2 separate regions of the Bombyx mori genome follow, and region 1 is linked to region 2. A link is a contact called in public Hi-C data. All regions are on one chromosome and are shown on one strand. The core of a region is the stretch at or near the end of the contact, and the rest is flanking DNA. Distances in the headings are between cores, read along the strand shown.

What was found. Hi-C and Micro-C count contacts between places; a contact is called where the count stands out from the background.
Region 1: a Hi-C map of whole pupa shows a contact between it and region 2, with 2.5 times the contacts expected there. The contact joins the promoter of LOC101743281 here to the enhancer-like site in region 2. A contact is called at or near these places in 2 of 7 Hi-C or Micro-C datasets (both in whole pupa).

What each region holds. Positions count from the first base shown.
Region 1 is chr17:10,826,782-10,831,293 of ASM3026992v2, reverse strand. It overlaps LOC101743281, which reads left to right and starts at 1,483. Exons shown (of 5, transcript XM_062673395.1): 1 at 1,483-1,828.
Region 2 is chr17:10,778,039-10,782,335 of ASM3026992v2, reverse strand. LOC101743281 reads left to right here. Exons shown (of 5, transcript XM_062673395.1): 3 at 2,346-2,645; 4 at 3,582-3,779. The coding sequence starts at 2,355. Among protein-coding and RNA genes, the nearest start is that of LOC101743050, 8.0 kb to the right of the region's middle. Within about 2 kb of position 2,420, at least 3 of the 8 cell types and tissues checked have open chromatin away from gene starts, as enhancers often do.

The DNA of each region.
Region 1 (4,512 bases), core at 234-2,733, 50 kb before region 2:
AAAACTATTGCCAATAACATTTATTACTTTTACAGTGTGTTAGTTTAATACATAAATATAAAACAATTTAAAGTATAAAAAGCTTATTCGAAGTGGTCTCCATTGGCTGCAATACAGTCCTTTAAACGTTGAGGCCAGTTATCAATAGAAGCACGCACTCTTTCCATGGGAAAAATTTTCACTGCCAATCGTACGGATTGTTTTAGGGACTCCAAATTATCATGGCGTTTAGAACAAGCCGTACTCTCTAAAACTGACCATAAATCATAATCCAGCGGATTAAGATCGGGACTAGATGACGGCCAGTCTTCAGCTTTAATGAAGTCCGAAACGTTCGTTTCCAACCAAGACTGCGTAGGCCGAGCTTTATGACCTGGCACCGAGTCTTACTGGAAGGACCATTCTTGATTATTGAACATGGTGTTGTTAAGGGACTTCACTACCTTCTCAAGAATGGTATCTTGATACACTTGTGCCAATGTTTTGATACCTTTTTCACAAAAGTATGGCTCAGTCACTCCTTCATAGCTAATACCCCACCAAACCATCATTGAAGTCGGATAGTGCCCACGTTGCACTCTGTCGACTAATTGGGAAGCTTCCTTAGAGCTTTGAGCATAAATACGGTCATTTTGTTCAATTGCTATTTTGGTCATGTTGCTCAATTGTAAAAAAAATCTCATCCGTAAAAAAAATTTTCTATGACCTCCCTTTGCGTACCGCTTCAGTAGTTGTTTCGATTTTACCACCCTATTCTCTTTTAAATTATCAGTTAAGATATTACCAGTACGTCTCTTATAGGCTGCAAGTCCTAAGTCATCTTTTAAAATACGCGACATGGTTCTAGGTGCTATCTTCATCTCCCGAGATAAAATCTTTTGCTTTCGGACAGGATTTCTTCGAATTCTTTCCCGCACTGCTTTGACCACCTTTTTCGTACGAATACTACGTGGACGGCCAGATCTTTTTCTGTCACAAACAGAGGAGGTCTCATTGTACCTATTAATAGCCCGGTACACAAACATTTTACTAATACCAAGCGTATGGAACGTTTTAAAAATTGCATTTGGCTCCATACCTTCTTTGTGTAATGCAATCACAGCGATTCGGTTCCCTTTATCACCCCACTCCATTTTAATATCGCAAAATATTGTACAATGTATTGGCGCCAAAATGAGAAAACTCAATGAGCAATCATATAAAAATGACAGATTCCAAATTCAAATGTATGTAATATTTTGTTTATTTTTAATTGTAACAGTATTTGTGGCCAGACTAAGTATCAGCGATTTGTTATGTTTGTAAGTTACATTTATTCATTCTATTTATGTCAAATACATGAAGAGGCAAACACGCAAAATGTTAATGCGACAGCCGCCTGTAGCTATGCTGATGGTGGACCAGGATTTGTGGGCACCGGATGCGAGAGATCTTCGATTATATGTATATTAAGTACGAATGCAGTCAATTTTCTTTTGCGATGCGTCCGTCGCGCGGCGTACGGAAACAGCGCGTCGCCGCGTCGGAGCGCAGCTCGTTCTTAACCCGAGACTCCGAGCATTCGCCTCGAAACCGTCAGACGTTTCGAACGTGACCCGCGCTCTCTCCCCGATGCTAAACTTTACACGTTCGTCACATTATTCATAATAATAAAACGTGAATTAAACGTGGTGTTTTTTAATTCGCAACCCGTGTACGTTAACCGATAAACGTTCGGTTTCGCACTGTACAGTTTTGGTTTTATTGTGTTTGTTTAGTTTTTTTTTTGTTTTTGTGACCCGCACATTGGAGGTGATTGGTTTATTTTCAATACGGCCGTCTGTTTACGGTGAGTACGAGTTGAATTTTAATTTTATTTTTATATGTATGGGATTTTCGTCCAGCTGATTTATGCGATGAGAGGAGATCGCGAATCGCATTTTGTATGGCGAAGGTCGCGTTGTTCGGTGCAATCGGTACAGTTTCTATGTCACATCGTATTAGGTCACAGAGGCTCGGTTATCGCCCATTGTTATTTACCTTCATTTGTAAATTAGTCGACACTAATTAATTTTCTAGAGTCGTTTTCACTAAATATTAACCATTGTACAAAAATCCGATTCAAGCATTTGTGATTCATTAATTTCACTAATTAACATTAATTATAAAGTACATAGTAAATACATACTATTAACAAAATACAATTAATGTTTTAATGAACCAAAAAAACTTATAAATTTATTTAATTACGTGACCTATTTATTCTACCAATGATTCTAATAAAATTTGATCAGAAAATCTTTAATGTCCAACAATTGACTACGGAACTTTCATGCTCTAATAAGAAATAAACATATTTTTTTTACTTTAAAGTATAAATTACTTAAGTTCCCATAACAGAATCAATTAACAGTAAACTATTTTGTTTGGATTTAATGCCATAGTATAAGGTGTCTTTTCACGGCTTGCGTTGAAGTCTTTTATAGGCGTCGTAAAGTAGAGTACACACGATTAAAACCTACACAAGCTTCACGCCATATACTTAAAATTATCCTAAGTAACTTTAAAATATAAATTTGTGTCAGTAAGTATCTTCGTATGTGATACCAACGCATGAACTGTTAATACATACTTTTACTGTAAGCAGTACTTTGACTAAATAAATGAATTTTCAAAATTAGAATAACATATCCTATCCTATAATCTATGAAAACTTAATCACAAATATGAAATTACAAATATGTAAGGTAAAATAAAATTTGCATGGACTTAACATTAAAAGTCATATCAAACAATTCAGCAACTTTAAAACCAAGAAATACTTGATGTTCATAATCTATCGATTGTCCTGTGATATTTTAATGTAATGTAACATTCTCCGATGTGAACATTCGCATGGTCAAAACATAATTAGTCTGCTATGAGTCGGTTAGACTCGAGTCGATCGCAATTGTAGATTTTAACAGAGGCCGCGACATATGTATGTTCAATGTGAACAGACACGTATGTATTGACCAACATAAAGTCTACAGATCTCTAAACAATTCCTAGATCCTGACGGATCAACAAAGGGTAGCCGATTATTTTCTATTAAAAACTAGCTGACCCGGCAGACTTCGTAGTGCCTCAATCTATAAATAAAAGACACATCAAGGGGACACATCAAAGGAAAAACAAAATTGTTTGTTTTTATATAATTCCGAGCTTTTTTTATATTTTCTCACCTTTTAAACCTTTTCTGGACTTCCACGAATAATTCAAGACCAAAATTAGCCAAATCGGTCCGGCCGTTCTCGAGTTTTAGCGAGACTAACGAACAGCAATTCATTTTTATATATAGAGATTAGAGAAAAGTTAGGAAACGGTTATAGGTTTATTCAATTTCCTCACTACACTCCTTCCCCTGTGATGTTACAACCAAATAACCTTCATTATTCAAATTCAAATTCAAAATCGTTCGTTAAAAAATCCTGGATGACCAAAACTATTAAATTCTCATGTTAGTAAGTAACCTATTTTCAATTAATCATTATCAATAATAACTCATCAAACAATACATTAAATAAAACACGTTGTACAAATCAAGTATAATGATCACATGTCGCTCTAATCACATTTGCGAACAGATTGCCACGAAAACACGCACAAAAATCTATATCAATTTTATCGTATTTGGGTTTTTTTTAGCAAAACAAAGTATTTACATTATATTTCTCGCTTAATGTGCGAAAAAAAATTGTTAACATCAATATTGCGACTTAAATACAACTAGTCGCTTTGATATCGAAAACTCTCGGATTCAAATTCATAAACGATAAATACATTTAAACTAATTCAAATAACGGACTTAATACATAATATTTGTGTTGTAAACAAGACCGTGTTGAATCACAATTAAGGTAAATATTTATTCGCCTACGTTATCTTCACATATCTTGTAGTCTAACTCATTAAACCCTGGCCCTTAGAACTTACTTACGTGCAATTAATTGGACAGTAATATTCCATCTATTAATTTTAATAACATAATGTACAAGAAATGATTTCAATTTTAAGATTTAGTTTTATTTCAATAAAAGAAGTGGCTACATTTTCTACAATACTAATCGATCTATTCGATACCTTTATTATTACTAGAGGTCTCGCAGTAGTCGAAATTCGACTATAATTAATTGGAATTTTAAGTTTGTACACTATTATGATTGTATTTTATACTTCTATAATCACAAATTTCGTCTTCCATGACTACACTATACAAAATATTAACAAAGACAAACAATATTTAGTCTATTCTCAATTTGACAACAGACGTCAAGAACAAAATACTTCAGTGAAGTTTGACAATAAATAGTATGCATCCGTGTGTGCGTCAAATACATAGTATGTAGTGTGTGTAATGTTTTCTTTATTGATTTAATGTATCATTTATGCATTATTTAAAAAAAAAATTAGCATTGTGCACTTCTTCTGTATATTCTCTATAAGTGTGGAAAATTTCATACTCCTCCGTCCGCGCAATTTTCGTAAAAAGGG
Region 2 (4,297 bases), core at 1,171-3,670:
ACGGAAAAACTATAAATAATTTAGGGATAACTAAACATTGAATGTTTTGTTTTATTTTTCGATACAAAATAAAATACCGTAATAGTCGTGTATTATTGCAAATACGGTCAGAATCGTGCACGTCCAGTTAGCACCCACCACTTTCACGAAGCTCATTGCTATTACCACACAATGGGCACTAATGGTCATCGAAACATGTGAATTCAGATGTAACCAGTCACGCATTTTCGTAAATCGTAGACGCCTCCAAACGAATTAACTTTTCAATGGCAAGGTCGACATATCAATTTAGCCGGACATTTGTTTCTAAATTTATATATTGTACTTTTTGGCTCAAAAGCGAATCAGGAGATTTTTCTCACAAAAAATTTGACGTGGTTATGATTTTTTATTCAAATTCTAGAGACACATATTTCTGGATGCCAAAGGGGTCGCTCTTCAACCGTAACAACGAAAACATACGGTCTTTTCTCTGTCCCTACAACGACTTGGATTTTTTTTTTAAATATTCTCAGCTAGGGTACTGTTTTTCATAAACCGTCTTTACCAAAAGCATGACAAAACCGCTTCAAGTGCGGCACTTGAAGCCAGAGTTCTAATTCTATCCCGATTGCAACACTAATTGAATTTTCTCTGCAAGCTTTCATTTCACTGAGCGTAGTTACTTTTATTACTATATTTATAAAGTCTACCTTTTCTTGCGTTGGGCGCTCCATTCCGAGGACCACTCGAGTCAAATTGGCTACAAAGCTATTTGCGTACAGCCCTGTGCCGACACACCTTTTCCGCGACAGTTTTGTCTCGTTCTCGCATACATGTCAAGGTAGGGTTCAACATTCGAGGATTTGGTTCGCGCAGATAATAATACATCGGAATACCCAGCGTCTGTTTTACGTAAACAGAACGATCTCATTGAGTCAGACGTCTCGAGAATGTTAAAACATCATAAGCCGACGAGAGACTTTCTTTGCACCGGACAAACATTAATTGCTCACGTTTGCTAATGGCGTTCTTGTAGCAAGTTTTGTCTGAAAAATAAGATTCAATGAAGCAGCTATTGAAATACGGTCAATTCCCGCGAGTAGCTTCCGCGTGCGTTACTGCGCTTACGGCGTCTTTATGCGAGATCATTGCCAGATGCCGCCGATAGATCGCGACGGGGTCAACAGCCATTGCTCTTGTTTTACGCACTAAATGATTAAATCGGGTGAAATCGAACAAAAGCTATCATCAGTAAATATGACATCTTCACACCTAGCTTTAGTATATCCGTATAAATAAAATAAAATATAAAATTGTTCGCGATCATAGTATTTACGTCGGAATTATTACATTTCGATATGAACAAGTGCTCGTTACAGTATTATAATATACGAATAGTGAAAGGAATTATTTATTGGGCCTTGATAAAATATTTCGTAAACTCAGATAAGCTGTGCTTTGCCATACATATGGAGGCATCAAAAGACGATCTTACAAAATAATAGTATCTCCGACTATTAATCAGAAGATAGGTCACTATGCCTCACTAGCCTATCCGAACATTGTGATTCTATACGTGCTTTCCTGACCTAAATTTCCCAGCAAATTTTCCTAATTTCTATACTATACTGATAGATGTACCTACTGCGAGCCGGTATGCACGCATTATTTTCAGGATATACGCATCTAACACGTGTTTCCGACTACGTTCTACCATGTAAGAATAAATAACTCCGTGTTATAAATAAAAAATAAAATTATAAAGTTATGGGTGATATGTTGTGAGGCCGCGCGCAGTAATTATACACTGTCCAATCTATTCCTACCGCGAAGCTGACATGCGTTACGGTTCAAAAGATGGTACAGCCGTTATATAATTCAATTACGACTTACACTTCATAATGGGTGGCCGGCATTGACATAGCACTGGTATCAACATTATACCATGTGGCTAGTGCATTCGTGTCTATATAGAGCAATACGTTTTTAATAACAACAATTATCGACTATTCAATTGAAACATGAAATTTATTTAGGCACGTGAAAAAGCAAGGACGGTCTAGCAAATATAGTGTAGACCATCATTAAGTTGCTTTCGCTTTTTCAAAGAATAAAGGACTTCAAGTTCAAGTTAGGCATTCAAAGTATTTGGACCATACTTTGATCCGTTTTGAACTCTTTTTTTTACGACGAAACCAAAATGCTTTTTAAAGCCTAGTGAGTGGTCAGGTCAAGGATTTCTGTATCCCGATGTTGCGGAAAGTTTTCGGCCAGAAACATATAATTTGTACCCGAGTGAATAAATATCTTGTATGATGTATAGAGCCTTCGACTGTCAATTCACCTAATTTTATTGTCCTCAGGTGTTTGCGATGTGGTACACGTGGACGACGTTATTACTGGTGTCGTGCGCACTAGTGGAAGCGGCAGAAGTCGAGGTGACTACTACTGAGGCCGTGGTCCCGGCTGTGGTCACGACGACTAGGCCGCCACCGCGTACCCTCGACCGCCTCGCCGCTGAACTCGCATGGAAATCTTGGCTTCAGAGTCCTGAAAGCGGTAACCCAAATGCGCCGCGGAGGAGAATAACTACAAAATCTCTGTTCATAACTCCTCTCGTTTGTCCGAAAGGACAAAGACTGGATGGAAACGGTTGCGTTCAGGTAAATTCATAAATTAACAATCGCGAAATTATTTAATAGTGAAATAGAAAATCGTCATTTTCTTCGTCGTTTCTTTTCATAACTATTTTTTTATTGCGCGAATGAGTGAACGAGCTCATTGCTTACCTGGTGTAATGCCATGCCTTGTTCCGGTTTGTAGTCGTCGTGGCCTAACGGATAAGACGTCCAGTGCATTCGTGTTGAAGCGATGCACCGGTGTTCGAATCCCGCAGGCGGGTACCAATTTTTCTAATGAAATACGTACTCAACAAATGTTCACGATTGAGTTCCACGGTGAAGGAATAACATCGTGTAATAAAAATGAAACCCGCAAAATTATGATTTGCGTAATTACGCAAATCATAATTTTATTTTACAGTAATTACTGGTGGTAGAACCTCTTGTGAGTCCGCGCGGGTAGGTACCACCACCCTGCCTATTTCTGCCGTGAAGCAGTAATGCGTTTCGGTTTGGAGGGTGGGGCAGACGTTGTAACTATACTTGAGACCTTAGAACTTGTATCTCAAGGTGGGTGGCGCATTTACGTTGTGGATGTCTATGGGCTCCAGTAACCACTTAACCCCGGGTGGGCTGTGAGCTCGTCCACCAATCTAAGCAATTAAAAAAAAAAAGCATTGAGACAGCAATTATACAATACAATTAGGAGTTTCCCCAGAGACATTGCGACATTCACATAGCAATGTCTCTGGGGTTTCGTAACCACTTAACACCGAGTAGACCGTGAACGTGTCCGTGTCTAAGCGGACGTGTCTAAGCAATAAAAAAAACGCTACCGCTCATTCTATAATGAATCCCTTACCCGCCTTTTACGACATCCACGGGTAGAGATGAGATAGAGCTGAGATAATCTAGGCCGACACCATAAAGCCATGAGCGTGTTTAGTTAACTAATTATTCTTCTTGTTATTATTCCAGACGGTGACTGTTAATAAAGATGAACACGAACGCATCCTGCTAGAGGAATTGAACGCACAGTTCAAGCCAACTTTAAGCGGAGATGTTACTTACTATGACAACTATGACGAAAACGAACCTGGCCCATTACAGCTCTCTATTCCTATAGGATTGGATCCGCTGGCTGCACCTCTTCAAGGCCAAGGGCTATCGGATCAGGTTAGCAGCAATCAATATTTTCTATATCTTTATTAGAACTAGCTGACCCGGCAGACTTCGTAGTGCCTCAATCGAGAAATAAAAGACCTAAACTTTTGTATAAAATAAACTTAAAACAAACAAAAGGAATCCGTCCTACGGGGGACACATCAAAGGGAAAAACAAAATCTACCTTTTAAACCTTCTCTGGACTTCCACAAATAATTCAAGACCAAAATTAGCCAAATCGGTCCAGCCGTTCTCGAATTTTAGCGAGACTAACGAACAGCAGTTCATTTTTATATATATAGATTAATCATCGTTAAATTATTGTAAGATTGTATTGGATTCGAAACAGTTATATTCATATAACGAAGCAATAAAATTAGATAATTATCAACTAGAAAAAGTAAATTTTTGGGGGCTAATTTCGACCAATCATCATAAGGTTGACATGTCTGTCTTTAAACAAGATTTTAAAATAATTCATTTCGATAAGCAGTAATTTGCTTTATGTAGGTCGATAAATAGACTAAAGT